2 separate regions of the Rattus norvegicus genome follow, and region 2 is linked to region 1. Evidence: chromatin contacts called from public Hi-C data. All regions are on one chromosome and are shown on one strand. The core of a region is the stretch at or near the end of the contact, and the rest is flanking DNA. Distances in the headings are between cores, read along the strand shown.

Region 1 (7,631 bases), core at 1,477-3,976:
TCGCCAGCGCCGAGACTCCCCGACTCCGTGCGCGCAGCCCGAGGCCGCCCCGCCCCCGGGCAGAAGCGCCCGCCCCGGGGGCTATCCAGACTAGCGTCCAACGTGGAGCGAGGCGAGCGCCTTCGAGGAGCTTACCGGACTGAGAGGGACAGTTTGGGGACGGTGCTAGAACATGGAGCTGCTGCTGCTGCTGCTCCTGTTGAAAGGAATTTTATTGAGTGCTCCCTGCTAGGAGTGGGGAAATATTTGCGCCCCCCCCCCAAAAAAAGACAGAAAGGGGAAGAAGTCACCTAGGACCTAAGGAACAGCCCCCCCCCCCCACCGCATTCCTTTAGACTTTTTCCCCAACCTCCAGGAAATCCCCGAATCCGCATTTGAATGCCTAGCTCCCAGGCTGCAGCCGCTGGGGTGAAAAACTACAGAGGGTCTGGAAAGGAATGCAGTTTGGTCGGAATTTACTTCCTCCTGAAATCCACATTAGGCCAAGGGAAATGCATAAGTTTTCCCGCGACCTGTTAATTCAGACACGGTTGGACCTCAGACCCTCCCGGATCGCGGCGGTGAGCCCCAATGCCAGCCTCCGAGACAGACGCCAACCACCGCCCCCCCCCTCCGCGCGCACCCCCTCAATCCCCGGGTTTGTAGGACAAAGGCAGCTGAGCCTCCCTAAACGCATTCTCGGCGCTTAATTCTGCCCCAAGGGTCCCGTAATCTGTGAGCCTGGCCCCTCAGCTACAAGTTCTCGTGCGAGATGGGAGATTCCCGGCGAGCAAGGCTCCCCACTTGCAGAACTCCTTCTGGCGGCCGAGCGCCCAGCCAGCGCATCCCAGGGTTGCAAGTCTATCCCCGGCTCCTGCAGAGCTCCAGGTACCGGCTGATGAGCAAACGAGACTAAACCGAAGCCAGCCACGCTTTGGAACGCAGCCCAGAGAAAAAGAAGGACTCGACCTCGGAAAGTTTGTGGGGCTCGAACATTTTAACGCCGCGAGAACGCAGAGATCAGATTTCCCTTGGAGCGGGTGGAGGGAGCTGCAGAGGGAATTGCACGGCAGACAGGGTCTAGAGTGTATTCCTTTGGCTCAAAGTTAATGTCACCTCTTAAGCCATCTTAAAGCAAGGTGGCTGAAAAAATAATGGTGTCTAGCAGGTTACGCTTGGGAAGAAAAAGTAGTGCCTGCATGCGGAATGAGTGTGCTGATTCGTACCTCTGAATTCGTACCCTGCTCACTACTTAGAACACATATATTCACAACACCCAGAAAAAGCAAACATCTTCGTAACCCAAAGACTCCTCCGGCCGCGGCAACAATTGCGCAAAGTGCTCGCAGAGTTACCGGTCAGTGAACGCTACGAAAGTGAGAGACCTGATCTCCAAGCTCAACCAGTTTGCGACCTCCCCCCAGCCTCCCCGGAATTTTAACTCTCAACAAAACACACACACACACACACACACACACACACACACACACACACACACACACAAAGCAAGCCGTTGGGGGAGGGGATGTGAGAGGGCTTAGGGCAGAGCTGCTAGAAGGAAAGGACAATAAAAAGTATAAAAACACATCGCTCCATAGCATTAAATCACCACTGGATTTTGTAAGTCGTACAAAGGAATTCCTGTAAAAAAAAAATCATTGATATATTGGTGCTTACTAGGACTAAAATATCTAATTAAGAATCCTAAATATCCAGGCTTACTAATAGATCTCACTGCCGGTAAGAAGTTGCACTTGGTCGCTACAGGAACCGCAAAAAGCCAAAAATGCAGTCTCCTGTGTTGCCTCATTTTGCTAATCCTTGAGCCACCAACGGAACGAAATGGAGATACCTTTTTGACCACGAGCGAATTGCCTTCACATGAAGAGACGTGTTGTTCAAGTTCCGCGAACATCATTTAAATAGTCGATCTTCTTTGACCCTGTCCCCAGAGCCTCATTGAAATTAGGTGGAAGAGAAACTGTCCCCCCCCCCCGCCAAAAAAAGAAAAATAAAATAAAATAAACCCTTTCCCCCAGCACTGCCTCTACATTCAGTCTACCCAAGCTGATTTTTCTTGAAATATATTAAGTGTCGTCCGGTGTAAATGAAGACGAGGGTGCAAGCGATCAAGCTCTGTCTGGTCCACGTCGTTAAGAGTAACCGGCAGGTCCAAGTTCGAGGTCTGCACTGAACTAGGAGCTGAGAGCGCGCCTTGCCCAATGCTCGGACTAGAGGGCGCTGCGCCACTGCAGATCACCCAGTCCCCAACGCGCCCTCCCTGGGCACCATTTCTATAACAAGTTACACTGAAAATAATGCACAAACGGCTTCACTTCTCAAGTTCTTTTGAACAGTGCTCTGTGTGTATTTTGCGAATTCCAAAAGCTGCGCATGCCTGCCTTTCATTCCCGCGCCCCGTAAAGGCCGCGGGCAGTCCAGTTTCTTGAGCGCAGATCACGTAGGATACACACGAATTCCCCCACTCGCTTACAGTGAAACACCCCTCACGTTATTTTCATTCACGATTAAACTTAAAATTCTACAAGGCATGCACTGAACAAAGAACTCACCACAGTAGCCCGGTCCTCGGTGTTCTTCCTTACAGTCCCCGGCAGTTGGGTAATTCCCACGCCGATTGGATATTTGTTAGGATCCGGGCTCGAAGTACCAACTTTGCCTCCCTTGGATCTTCAGCATATCCCCAAGCAGAGCGCGATCCTCCTCCAGTGCTGGCGGGACTCAGGTGGGCGCATTTCCAGTGGCTCTCGACCCGGGGAAAGTTTGAGCACCAAAAGAGGTGGAGAGAGCGCGCACGAGGTCTGGAGAGAGGGCCGAGGGGAAGCCAAGTTTGTCAGAACATGTCCAGGCAGCCAGCTGCCGAGTTGAGGAGTTACGGCCGGCAACTGCGGCGGATCTCTCTGCCTCTTTTCCCTACTCCTCCCTCTAGGAGCGGCTGGGGGAGGGGAGGTGACGTCAGAGCCCCGCCTCGCCCCCGACTCCCCGGCGCTGACCGGGTTCTCCAGCTTCAGTCGGCCTCCCAGCCAGTTGCAGCTAAGAACGCCCAGGCTGCCGCCAGGTTTCCCGATGCAGTGATCTCCCTGGCCGCAGCCGTCCCCACGAAGAAATGTCCGTCCCTCTCCTCCCCGCGGAGTCTTGGGGCTCCGCCGAGCGCTGGCTTCTTCGCACTCACCACCGGATCAGCCAGCCAAGGTCCCCCGTTGCGCTCGCCTCCCGGGCTTCCACACCGGGTCCCGCGGCGTTTCCCACGCCTCGGACTGCAGGTGATGCTCTTCCTCTTCTGCAGCTGAAACTCGTCGCAACGTGTCCGTGTCGCCTGTCCGGGTTTTTGCTGGGCAGAAGCGCGATCAGTCACTGCAAGCTTACTGGACGACTCGGACTTTGTCGTCCTCCAACTTCTGGAGATGTGATGTTTTAAATTTTTAAACTATTTAAATTTTAAATGGTTCTTGTTGTCCAACGCTGCTTGTGATCTTTGTGTTGAAAACCGTCTTTTTAATCTCCAAATCCTTTCCAAATGCTCCTCTGTCTTGAGACCTAGTCTGAATCATAGATTTCCAGAGGTAGGGGGAAGCGATGGGGGCGGAGCCAATTTTAACGTATCTTACAAGTAATCTGTAGTGATAATGGCTAATACACAAATCAATTGTCTACACCTCGAAACAACATAAATTTGCAAAAATGCAAGCCCTGTTAAAGCTTAATGTATAAATGAATATGTCGCTTTTATATAAGTGTCCAGGCTGTGGGAAAATATCTGCCGTGGGATTTTTTTTAATGCCACTAACATGCCAAAAAGCATCTCCTGAACAGCATGAGAGTCTAAGGGAGCCATTTATGTAAATTGACACTGCCCCAAACGATTATTATTAGATTTGAAGGAGTCTGGGAAAGCAGGGCATGGTGCTGGAGGCAGATTCTATGAACATATTTTCATCCCTTTGCGTAAATATATCAGTCTGTGTAGTTTTGAGAGATTAAGAGCAAACAAAACTAGCGGGCTCAAACGTTAAGGAAAGAGATGAAGAGACTGAGTGTTCTGAGTGTGTGCTTAGGCTTGAGAACTGCTCCAAGCTCCAGTGAACCCCCTTACCTGAGGTAGTTCGGGACCAATATCTGTTGTAAATGGTAAAAGTTGTAAGTTAAAAGCAAGCCTCCCTGGGTCTCGTCTGTTTGCCACACGGATAGCCTCCATTCGTGCAGACACTATGTTTTTACTGAGCATCTTAGAAAATGCCTAGCATGCATCTGAAAGGTACTTCTTACCACTTGTTCTCCTGAGCCCCTTATTTTCCTTTGCGATCTGAAATTTCTTATAAGGGACTGGGAGCCTCTAGAAGAGTGGGGGAAGGGGGATGGCGACCAGAATGAGATAACCTTAGAGGCCACAGAACAGGGGCAGCAGCGGAGGGGATTTCTGAGAGAAGACTGTTCTGTCGAGCAAGCCTGTCAATGCCCAGTCACTTCTATCCTTCACTATGGCAACTGGGCATGCTCAGCACTCCTTCTAGGTGCACACTTGATGTTAGACATTGACCACACATACAAACCCTCAAGATGATGCAAGGTCTCCTGCGGCACTGCTACGTGCACAAGTCAATTTGGTTTGATAGACCAGACTTTAGAGTTGCTCGGGCAATCCAAGGTGTTCCAGTTTTAAAAGAATAGGGAGGAATTTACGTTTTATTGATAGTATTAGTTCTTTTAAAAAAAAGCTCATTTTAAAAGTTGAGGACAGGATAATTTGAACAAAACCCTTTGTTCTAAGCAATGAGACTAAATCTGGAGTAGCCATTGGCTATTTTGGTTTAAATAAAATTAAGTTAACATTCAATTCCTTAATCTTTCAAACTATGTATCATATATTGACTACCCACATCTGGTTAGTGGCTGTTCATGTCAAAATAAATTTAAAAGCACCTTGATCGCAACAGAGACTATTGCTAGAAATACCTTGCTATATATCTTAAATTTTTTTTAAGGCTACATCAAGCATTAAATTTTAAGTTTCCTCTCCAGTACTGAGTGGATTCTACAGTATGGGAGGGGATGCAGGGCGGGGTGCAGAACCATGAGAGCATTTACTCATTCCCCAAGGATTTCTCAAGTACCAACAATGTGCTAAGTGGAATTATGTAAGATTCAAGTCCTAATAGATGAGGCGTGTTTATGTGATTAAGAAATATTAACACAGCCTTTTAGCTGTTTTTACATCTTTGCTTAGAACAGAGCACAGGGAAAAATCATAATTTTAAGCAAGATAGCATTCTCAGTCATTTTTAGGAATAGCCCTAGAACCAAATGCCTCTCCCTAAGCCCAACTGATTCCCAGCATCCCACCCTCCCTGGCATCCCACCAGCATCCCACCCTCCCCAGCATCCCACCCTCCCTGTCCTTCTGCACTGCTCTTAGCTCTGTCACATTCCCTTTGACCCCTTCTTGCAGCCACACTTTGTGGGGGAGGGGAAGCAGGAAGTATCTCTCCATGACTCCGGACAGCAATTTTTTTTTTTTTTTTTTTTTTTGCATTCAAATCCAGCTCTCCTTTGGGATGTGCTTATACTCTTTAAGAGAGACCTTAAGCCACACAACTGCCCAGCCTGGTACGTCTCTGCCGGGGCTAACTGTAGATGTCTTGCTGATATTCTCCTTCCTTCCTCAGTTCAGAGTAATGGGGGTTTTCTTAAAATTATACCCTAACGATAAGTTTTCCCTCTAACGGTGAAATTTTGGACACCACAAACATTCAGGAAGTTTCTTGATGGCTATTCTGGCTGTGTGTGTGTGTGTGTGTGAGAGAGAGAGAGAGAGAGAGAGAGAGAGAGAGAGAGAGAGAGAAAGAGATCTTCATTTCCTTAAAAAAAAATACATAGTGAAACAGGGTAGTTGTAGAGCTTTAATGTCCCTTCGAAAATGTAAGCTCAATATCCCCCCAGGTAGTTCGGGAACAGATCTTTGCAAACAAAATAGAACCCTTGCCATGCTGGCTCAGTCCCTGAGGAGGCCGAGCTTACCTTCTCAAGCAGGAAAGAAGAAGAATCTAGGCAATGCCTAAGTGCTCTCTCAGTAGAAATAACAAAGGGAGAATCAGGCTTTAAGTTGGAAGATATGAGTGAGATTTGTCCTTGACAGATACAAGTCTAAATTCGACTGACTTCACAGAGTTGAACTTAACTTTGCCCCCATTAAGGTCTCCAAAATGATTAACAACAACAAAAGCCAATTCTAGCTCTTGGTTGTGAGAGATGGAATTATCATTGTTACAGCGGTACCTATGGTTGTCTTGGTATCCACCTTGACACTCCCAGGACAGCTCTGAAGCTCACAGAAGCCACAGTACCTAGCAACATTTATTTACTTCAGAACCAGTTGTTCTATGGTTGTATTTAAGACACACACAGACACAGTCACACACACACACACACACACACACACGGGGTTGGGGATTTAGCTCAGTGGTAGAGCGCTTGCCTAGCAAGTGCAAGTCCCTGGGTTCGGTCCCCAGCTCTGAAAAAAAGAAAAAAAAAAGACACACACACATATATAATGAGAAATATAATGCAAATATATGTATGTATACATACATATATTCTCATTTTTCCTCATATATACACATACATATTCTCATATTTCTTATAGATACTAATTAATTATATAGTAACTAATATATACTAATTAATATAGTAAATAATATATTGCTATAATATAATATAATTATTACAATATAATAATTAGTAAATATATATACTAATTAATTCTCATAAAGACTTTTAGGGTTTGAATCTAAAGTTTCCTAAGAGACTCGTGTTTTAAGTTCTTCTATGGTTGATGCTGCTTTGGGAGAGTGTGGAAAACATAGTAGATATGGCCTGGCTAAAGAAAGCAAGCCACTAGTAGCAGCCCTTTGAGGATCATAGCCTCCTCTGCACCCCAGTTCTGACCTTACTCTGTCTGTGATGACATCAGGAGTCAGACTCAGCCACTCTATCCCACTGAATGGACTGCCCTGTTCTGCCCAGTCATGACCGATGGCAATGTCCTGAAACCTTGAGCTAAAATAAATCTTCCTTTCCTTAGGTCATCTCTGAAAGTCCCTAATACAGAATTCTAGAAAGCATTAGTTGTTAATCCCCTACCCTCATTTCACAGAGGAGAAACTGAGGTACATGGTAGATAAGCTAACTCAATCTTTTGGACTAAACTTTGCAGCTGCCTAGCTGTAAAGCCAACATTGTTGTCTCCTGGAACGTAGCACTGTTCCTTAGAGCCTGCTCCTCCTCTGTGCTCCTTATGAACTGGGGCTGTTTCGAATTAAAGGTCAGCGGTGCTGTAGCTTGAAAACTGGCCTGGAAGACAGTGAACCGTTCATCAAGCTGCAGCCAGAGAGGAATGTTCCTTTCTAGTAGCTATGCTGTATGTGAATAAATTATTCTTCATAAGTGGGTCCTTTAATCACAGAAGAAGAACATCCCTGGTTGTGTTTAGGAATTTATATATGTAATGCACCCATTACTTGTTGGGATTACTTATTTTGCTAGGTACATATATGTACTCTCAGGCACATGGCTTTTAAATTCAAGATCAGCAAATGGCTTTTAACTTGTTTAGGCTGAAAAACACACACCAATGA
Region 2 (7,631 bases), core at 3,224-5,723, 240 kb after region 1:
ACAAACTTGCCTTCCTCTCTCTCCGTTTTTAGACACATGACTCTATTAAGGGAAATTTAATCCGTATGTTTCTGATTCCTTTACACTTAACTCATCAAAATGTTGTTTTGTAAGACCGCTTTGAAGTCAGGGAAGCCTTTTAAGTCATTTTTTATGAGACTTTTTCAGGCCTTTTTTCTTAGGAACAGGAAGTGGCATTTAGCCAACAGTTAACAAACTCAAACACCAAAAGGTTCAACTTGGGTTTGGATCTCTGAAATGAGTGTTTGAATGGACTCCCGACATGACCCATCTTTGCTGTATATAACTGCCAATAGCCGTCATAACAGTCCTAATCACCCAGACAACTCAAGGGTCCTAACCAACTGCCAATTCTCAAGAGTTTCTCTAATCAATCTCCTTCATGCTATATTATGACTCACTTAACTTTAAAGGGACTACTTTATTACCCATTCAGCTGAGCTAGCATTTGTATGTGTGTGAAAGGAGGCGGGGAGGGTGGGGGGACTTCTGTGAGAGCTATTTAAATCGTCACTCTCACGAACCTGGCTAGTTAGAACTTTAAAAGCCCAGTTGCTAATAAAATCACACAGAGTTCAAGTTCACAGGACAAGTGAGTCTTGATTGATCCTGAAGGCTCCCAGCCACAAAGGCGAAGAGATTACACTCTGCTCTGAGGACAGATAACACAGATCCTACAATGCTTTAGAGAAGAAAATGCACATTAAAATAAAGAACGAGGCATCTGGCTTCAGAAGTACTTATTTGATTTATACTCAACAGTTGTTGTAAGTATAAACCAGCCTCCATTTCCCACAAAATTTATAGCCCAAACAAGTTACGGTGGTTCTCAGTGCCTAATGCATTTGAAGAGATTCGGTCCAGTAGTGGAGGAGCTTTGAAATTCTCCTGCTAAGTCTTCACTCAATGACTTGCAATTTAGGCAATAATGAATGTGCCCAAGAGTAGCAGCCAATCTAGGTTTAAAGCTTTAACTAAGTAGTTTTAAAGGAAGCCCAGAAAAAGGCAGTAAGAAATAGTTCTAGAAACAAGAGTGTCCGTGAGGACCAGTGATGGGCAGCGTTCCCTTGGGAGGCAACAGGCAGCGTGACTCTGTGCTCAACAGAGAGCCTGGGAATGTGGCAGCAGATCTTCGTGGAGGTAAAGAAACCAGAATAGTATATGATGTAAAGGCCCAGGTATTTCGGAATCAGATCACACTGTTCAAAGACTGACTCAGTCCATCTGACTATCAATGGATCAATGACCTTGAGAAAATGGAACTAATAATAGAATCCATTCCACTAGACTGTTGTGAAGTTTGAATGAGATGATACGTGTCAAGTCCCTGGTTATGCCTTGATTAACATCAACTGTCATGATGGTGATGATGGTGATATTGGGTAGAACTGAGTTGTGTTAGCAGGAAACAGTCATTCAGATATGAGTCAACTCCAGAAGGGAGTTACACCTTGTGCTCTTCAGTCCTCTTAGGATTCTTCATCCAGTTCCATGACTTAAGGTAATACTTGACTCATAGATATAAATGTCCTTTTCCTTGGCTTCTCCCACAAACAGGTCAGAGAGTCACGGTGGCCCATCTTTAGTTTTCCTTGTTGTGTTATTTTCTTCCTGCCCTCAAGTTTTTCTCTCGTGAGCTAACAACTTTGCATTTGGTGTTCCACCTGTCAATCATCGCTTTGCTTCTTGTACCCTTGGTAACATTCTCTTGGCCTTCTCATGCTCAAGCATCTGTTCTCTACAGAGTCCTCTAACTAACTCCCGCTGTCCATGAAGTTGTTCTTCCTCTAATGATTTCATTTGACCTCAATCCTCCTTCATTACAGCCTTCGTCTTGTAACACTGGAAAGCTACTGAGTATTTGTTCTACTCCCTTTGAAAGAACTGAACAGAACAGACTGTATATTATGTCCTCAAGTGCCAGCCTCTCACAAGGCCCCACTCCCAGCCAAATTGAGTGTCTTAGGATTGTTCCCCGGCATAAACTTGACCTTCATCTATGAGAGATATGCAATCATGCTCTGTGGAAAAACAGTGCATGGTATATCTCTAATATTATGTGTTTAATATCACAGCTTGTTTTCAAAGCAGCTCTATCTGGCCAGATACTGGTGAGTGGATGTGCACCATGGTAGGACAGAGAGTGTCAAGCTAATCAAGACAAAGGGGCCAGTGTTTGATGGGTCTATTCAGGTATTTGTTTTAGTCCCTTAGGGTAATTTCCCACTCCTTCGAGTGCTTTGAGCTTCCCATCAGCCATACAGAATGCCAACGTCAAAGGACATTCTTTTTTTTAATGTCATTGTTACTGCTGTCCCATTTTTCTCACTCACTTATAGGAGTTGTTGAAAAGGCCCTGCATTTTTTTCAACGCTGGAGTTGCAAGTGAGCTGTGAGAGCTGCTTTGAGTACATGATCTAAGGACTTAGAGCACAGCACGTGGCCTACTGAGAACTGCAGAAGACATCTATATGTCTGTCTGTCATCTACATGTCTACTATCAATATTCTATAATTTATCTATTTATCTATATATCTTTTATCTATCTATCTATCTATCTATCTATCTATCTATCTATCTATCTATCTACATTTTCTAAATCTTGAATTGGAAAGTTCAGTCAGTTGCTGAGAACTGTCAGAGAACACTGCTATCCTATCTCTTTCTGATGAGGGGTGTCACCCAAGATGCCAGTCCCTCTCTGGATTCATCGCAACGTTCAGATGTTGTCAAGGGGGTCCTAAGGGCTGATTTTGAATGGTACAGATCACTTGCTATTAACCAGTTATGAAAGTGAGCTCATCAGTTGCAGAAACCACTTTAAAATGATATAGAATATACTATATCAGTGAATTTTATAAGGCAAGGTTTGATATCGTTTAAAACAACTTCTCTTTTATTTTTAAAACATATATATCTGTTTCCACCCTCTTCTCCATTCCTTAGCATGTGTATGCACATCTGTGTATGTGTGTGCGAGTAGAGAGGAGAGGTTCATGTGCTGGGGATTGATGTAAAATTTATTTCTGACTCGAGGTTGCAGCAAAGTTATTTGAAATCTGCTGTCTTAGAAACTGTGAAGCAACCTGGGGCTTGGATGGTGATCAAGGGAGCCGGTATTACTGAAGAGCTAAACCAGATCACAGCTTGACAGACTCATGTGCCATGAGGATTCTATTAACCCTACTTTCAGTTGTTCATGTAAAGGCAAGACAAGTTATATGAGGTAACATGTAAATGCCCACATCTAATTTGATTTATTTCCCTCTTAATTACAGAAATGTCTACTGCATATTTATTGAGCGTAAGGACCTATACTGGATGCTAGGAGATAACAATGTAAATGTCGGTCCCTGTTTTCCCTCATGGAACCCAAGACATTTCCTAAGAAAATGCCTACCTCCAATTCTGAGTAGCAGCAGCTAACTGGCTTATTGACTTGGTCTACGCTAGCTGTCAGCCCTCCTCAGTAAAAAGGCTAATAAACAGAAACCAGTCAAATAGCAACTAGAAGGGGGAAAAATTAAAAACTGAGACTGAATGTCACATAACTAGACCCTCAGTATTTGAGGCCATAATGTAAGGAATAAAACATCATAAGAAGTTAAGTATATACATGATGTTTTATTTCTTACATGGAGGGTCTACCTCTGCATGAAGAATCAGAGTATTGCTGCTACGGCTATTGTCAGTGAACATCCTGGATTTCCTTCCTCAGAAGGGAGAAAGCCCCTTCCCTCTCTTGACCCTGATGTAGATTTTTAAAGTCCTCTATGGAAGCAAAGTCGTTTCTTTCCCTTTTGCCTTTAATCTCAGCTCTCACTCAGTTTCCAGCTCCTGAATTTGCTACACTGTAGCAGTTAAAGATCTCTAAGTGGAGTCCTCTCTGAATCCCCAGGCCTAAGCCTTGTATATTTAGTTAACTTTTAAAGCAAGGGATACAGTGTACCAGCTTTTCCAGGGGAAAAAAGAAAGTCAGTGCCAGGCCTTTTGTGACCCTTTCTCAGGTCTGTTTACATTGGAAGCCGACAATATCCGATATCTTTTCCTTCCTCCCTGCTGTGTGAGGTACTGAAAAGCGTCCCCTGCAGTTTGATCATTTAACTTTAAACTATTTATACTGTCTCATGTATACAACACTCTTCCCTAACAGACTCCCACTGCAAGGGCCTGATACCCTCTAAACCATTTTCTCCCCTGCCCCCTTTTCTTAAATATCTTATAATTTAACTTAAAATCATTTTTCATTGCTTCAGGAAGTCTTCTTTTAAACATGATTACATACTTTGAGAATGGAGATGCTTATTTAAAAAAAAAACACCTAAGTTTTAGTATGTAATAGTTGTTCCTCTGCTTCCCGGTTGCATATTTTTGGTGACACATCCATAGCAACGTGGTTCTATTTATAAGCAAACAGAAGGAGAAACATGGACTTTGGCTATCCAGGGCGAACAAAGCACACCCTGACTGTGATAGTAGCCGGGCTAACAAGTGGGGACACGCTCCAAAGTTTATCGGGTTTTCCACAGAATCTGATCTGTGACAGGAAATCCATCAGTTTTCACAACACACCATGATTTGAAGTGGATATTTTAATTCGTAAAATACATTTTAATTTAATAGAAATAATAACCTGAGTTCCCATTCCATGTCTAGTTGCTGGATGCTAGACTGCAGCATTTGAAGGTCTACAAGTAGAGTTCCTTCTGAATCCCCAGTCATAAAACATTGTGTGTTTAGTAACAAGGAAAGCAAGAGAACAATTCCACCTACTTTTCTGAGGGAGAAATATCCCTCGTGATCTGACGTTGGAAATTGCATACTCGGTTAAGACATTTTAAAGTCAGCTTTAAAAAAAAATAAGTAAAAGTTATCAACAAGCTTGAGTTCTATGAACAATCTGAGGCGATAATCAGCTCAACAGATTTATACTGGGGACTTCCCATGTTTGACACTGAGAGGTAAAAGGACACTAGCTCTAGCCAGTGGGACAGGCATTTACTCAAATAAAACAGAGGCAATGTACACTAAATCCTAGGTTACCAGAGGGTGTAACATTATATTATATTGGGTGAGACATGGTCAGTGGCCTGGAGAACTTCCTATTTCTAGGTTGTGTGGTACTCGGAGCATAAAAGAAGGTAGAATGCTCCTGAGGTTAAACGCACAGTTTCAACAGCTGGGCAGGGGGAAGGAAGAGAATTCCTTATTGAGTGGTCAGGTGAGTGGATGCTGGTTCTGTCTTTCCTACTCAATATGGAAAGAGAGATCTCTGCAGAATGCAAAGAAGTCTGGGAAAGAAGGTTGCTTGAGTGCGTTTCAGTTATGTGCTGTTGTAGGGTGAATCATCTCAGACTTCATGACTCACCGTTGGGTAAGCTGACCTCTGCTGAGATGTCGTCCTCTTTGTTCAATGCTGAGCTTACCTAAAGGGGCCAGAAGATAGTTCTGGGAGGTCTAAGATCGTCCTGCCTACTTACCCAAGCACGGGGAAGCAGCTCAAAAGGGAAAGCTTCTCTTTTCCCTACCAGGGACTTGTTCTCAGTTGGGCATTGTTGCAGATAGATCTAGATGGTTTGTGGGGAGCTCAGCTACTGATGCCATTAATTCTGACAGATTATTCATGTTGCTTGGTACAAGAGAGGCTACAGGGTCCAGGATATCTGAAATCATGTATAGATGTCCATCCACAGGTGTGGAGAAGCCTAACACACAGGGGTTGCTTGTGACAGTATGCTATATTCTCTTAAGACAAAAAAGGGGGGAGGGCTGGAGTGGGCACTGTTTTCGGCATATTCCATAAATGAGAAGAAGAGCTTAAAGAAGCTCAGTTCGGAGCTTAATTATTGTGACTAGAAGGTCTTTCCTTATAGAACCTAGTCAAGATGAGGAATTTACATGAACTGGGATGCCATCCAAAAATTAAACAATAACACATGATGACAACAACAGAAACACAGAAGATAAGGCCACCATGGGATTCCAAAGCTGTTGTTAGGCAATGCAATTTGATAAGAAATTGATTTTCAAAGAAATATGCACGTGAAGTGCTTTTGAAATGAACATGTCATTGTTATCTTCGCATGTAATATGCTTTTAAAAGAATAGTATTAACAACTGTGAAGATTCTGATATTTTACTAGAAAGTCAAGCTAAAATGTGAGCGGCTAGAGATAATGGGCCAAGGGACGTAGCTCAGTTGGTAAAAGCTTGCCTGGTAGCAAGCTTGAAGCTGTGAGGTGAGCTCCCAACACCACATAAACCAGACATTTAGAAGCAGGTGCATCATAAGTTCAAAATTATCCTTGGCCACCTAGGAGGTTCAAGGCCAGCTTGGGACACTTAAGACTCTTTCTCAAAAGCAAAAATATGCATTTTAAAAATGAGAAATAAAAAAGAATGCTGAAATAAATACTGAAGAATACATGGGGAATTTCATTTTTTCACAATAATATTAGCATCTAAACTGTGTATCAGGAGTCTTTTGGACTGTTTCTCTAAGCCTGGTATCCACTTAAATAAATAATGGGCTCCATTTTAGGACAAAATGTTGGCAGGATGCTGGTATCTTTTTACAAGGAGAAAGTGATATAGTTGTTCTTTGTCTAGAGGGAAACTTTTTTGGTTGGTTGGTTTGGTTTTATTGTATTGCACTGTATACTAGGCATGGCTATGGAATACTGTGGAGGGCCCTCATCTTTATCTTCCAAGACTATCAGCAAAACTTACCCTTTATTCCACGAGGAGACCATGTTTCAGTCCAACACTGTTTGTTATTCCAAGTGTCTGCTGAAGGATAGACTCAGGCAAAGACAGTGTTTCTCTTTGCCAGATGCGCAAACATATAATCCGCACCAAACGAATTGTCTGTCAGTAAACAAATTCAAAACGTTATCTTACTGTCAAAGCCATGATTAAAATAAAATCTACACACATTTCAACCAGTATTTCACACCGAGTATAGTATTTAACTACTTCAATATTCTTTATTTTAAATATGCACCAAATATATTACATTTTATATCAGTTTATTTTCATGCAGACAGAGAGGAAAATGCAAAAGAAGTAGTAAGTAACTTAAAATGATTTTAATGTTCAATAACCAACCCACTCTTTGAGAAAATGAGAAAGCAGGACATTTGTGATCCCACTGAGTGGCAGCAAGCAATCTTTCCAGGGGATACCTCTGTGTAAGTGTTCTTTCTTTTTTCTCTGGACTCAGACTTCTTTAGGGTCTCCCCTCTACCTCAAGTAGGACAGACAGAATCATTTATTCTCAGAGACATGTTAAACATACAAATACTAGGGGGTGGGGTCAGTTCAGGATGTGGGGTGGAATGGAGCTAGGACATGAAGTGTTTTGCAATTAAAGTGAACAATATGGGTTTGGTTCGGTCCCAAGTATGAAGGACTGAAGCAGGAAAAGAGAACCTTCAGTTCTTCTTTATTAGAGAAATCAGAGCATGAATGTTAGCATCATTACAGGAAATATTCTCCATCTGTAAGGAAGAGGCGCACATCTTCTTGTAAGTTTAATTCTACTCGGCAATGGAGGAGGATTGCTAGGTCTCTGTCCTGGCTAAGAATCTGAGTGTATGGGGACGATCTGC

What was found. Hi-C and Micro-C count contacts between places; a contact is called where the count stands out from the background.
Region 2: a contact with region 1 is called in a Hi-C map of hepatocytes, with 1.9 times the contacts expected there. The contact joins the enhancer-like site here to the promoter of Fat1 in region 1. A contact is called at or near these places in 6 of 12 Hi-C or Micro-C datasets (the A7r5 cell line, Schwann cells, hepatocytes and 2 more) and 1 of 1 datasets of contacts at active chromatin or transcription factors (oligodendrocytes).

What each region holds. Positions count from the first base shown.
Region 1 is chr16:54,025,883-54,033,513 of GRCr8, forward strand. It overlaps Fat1 (FAT atypical cadherin 1), which reads right to left and starts at 2,727. Exons shown (of 27, transcript NM_031819.2): 1 at 2,553-2,727.
Region 2 is chr16:54,260,643-54,268,273 of GRCr8, forward strand. No RefSeq gene overlaps it. Among named protein-coding and RNA genes, the nearest start is that of Fat1, 240 kb to the left of the region's middle. Within about 2 kb of position 4,474, at least 11 of the 93 cell types and tissues checked have an H3K27ac peak or open chromatin away from gene starts, as enhancers often do. A contact at or near this core is called in the A7r5 cell line, hepatocytes and liver, where this site is marked.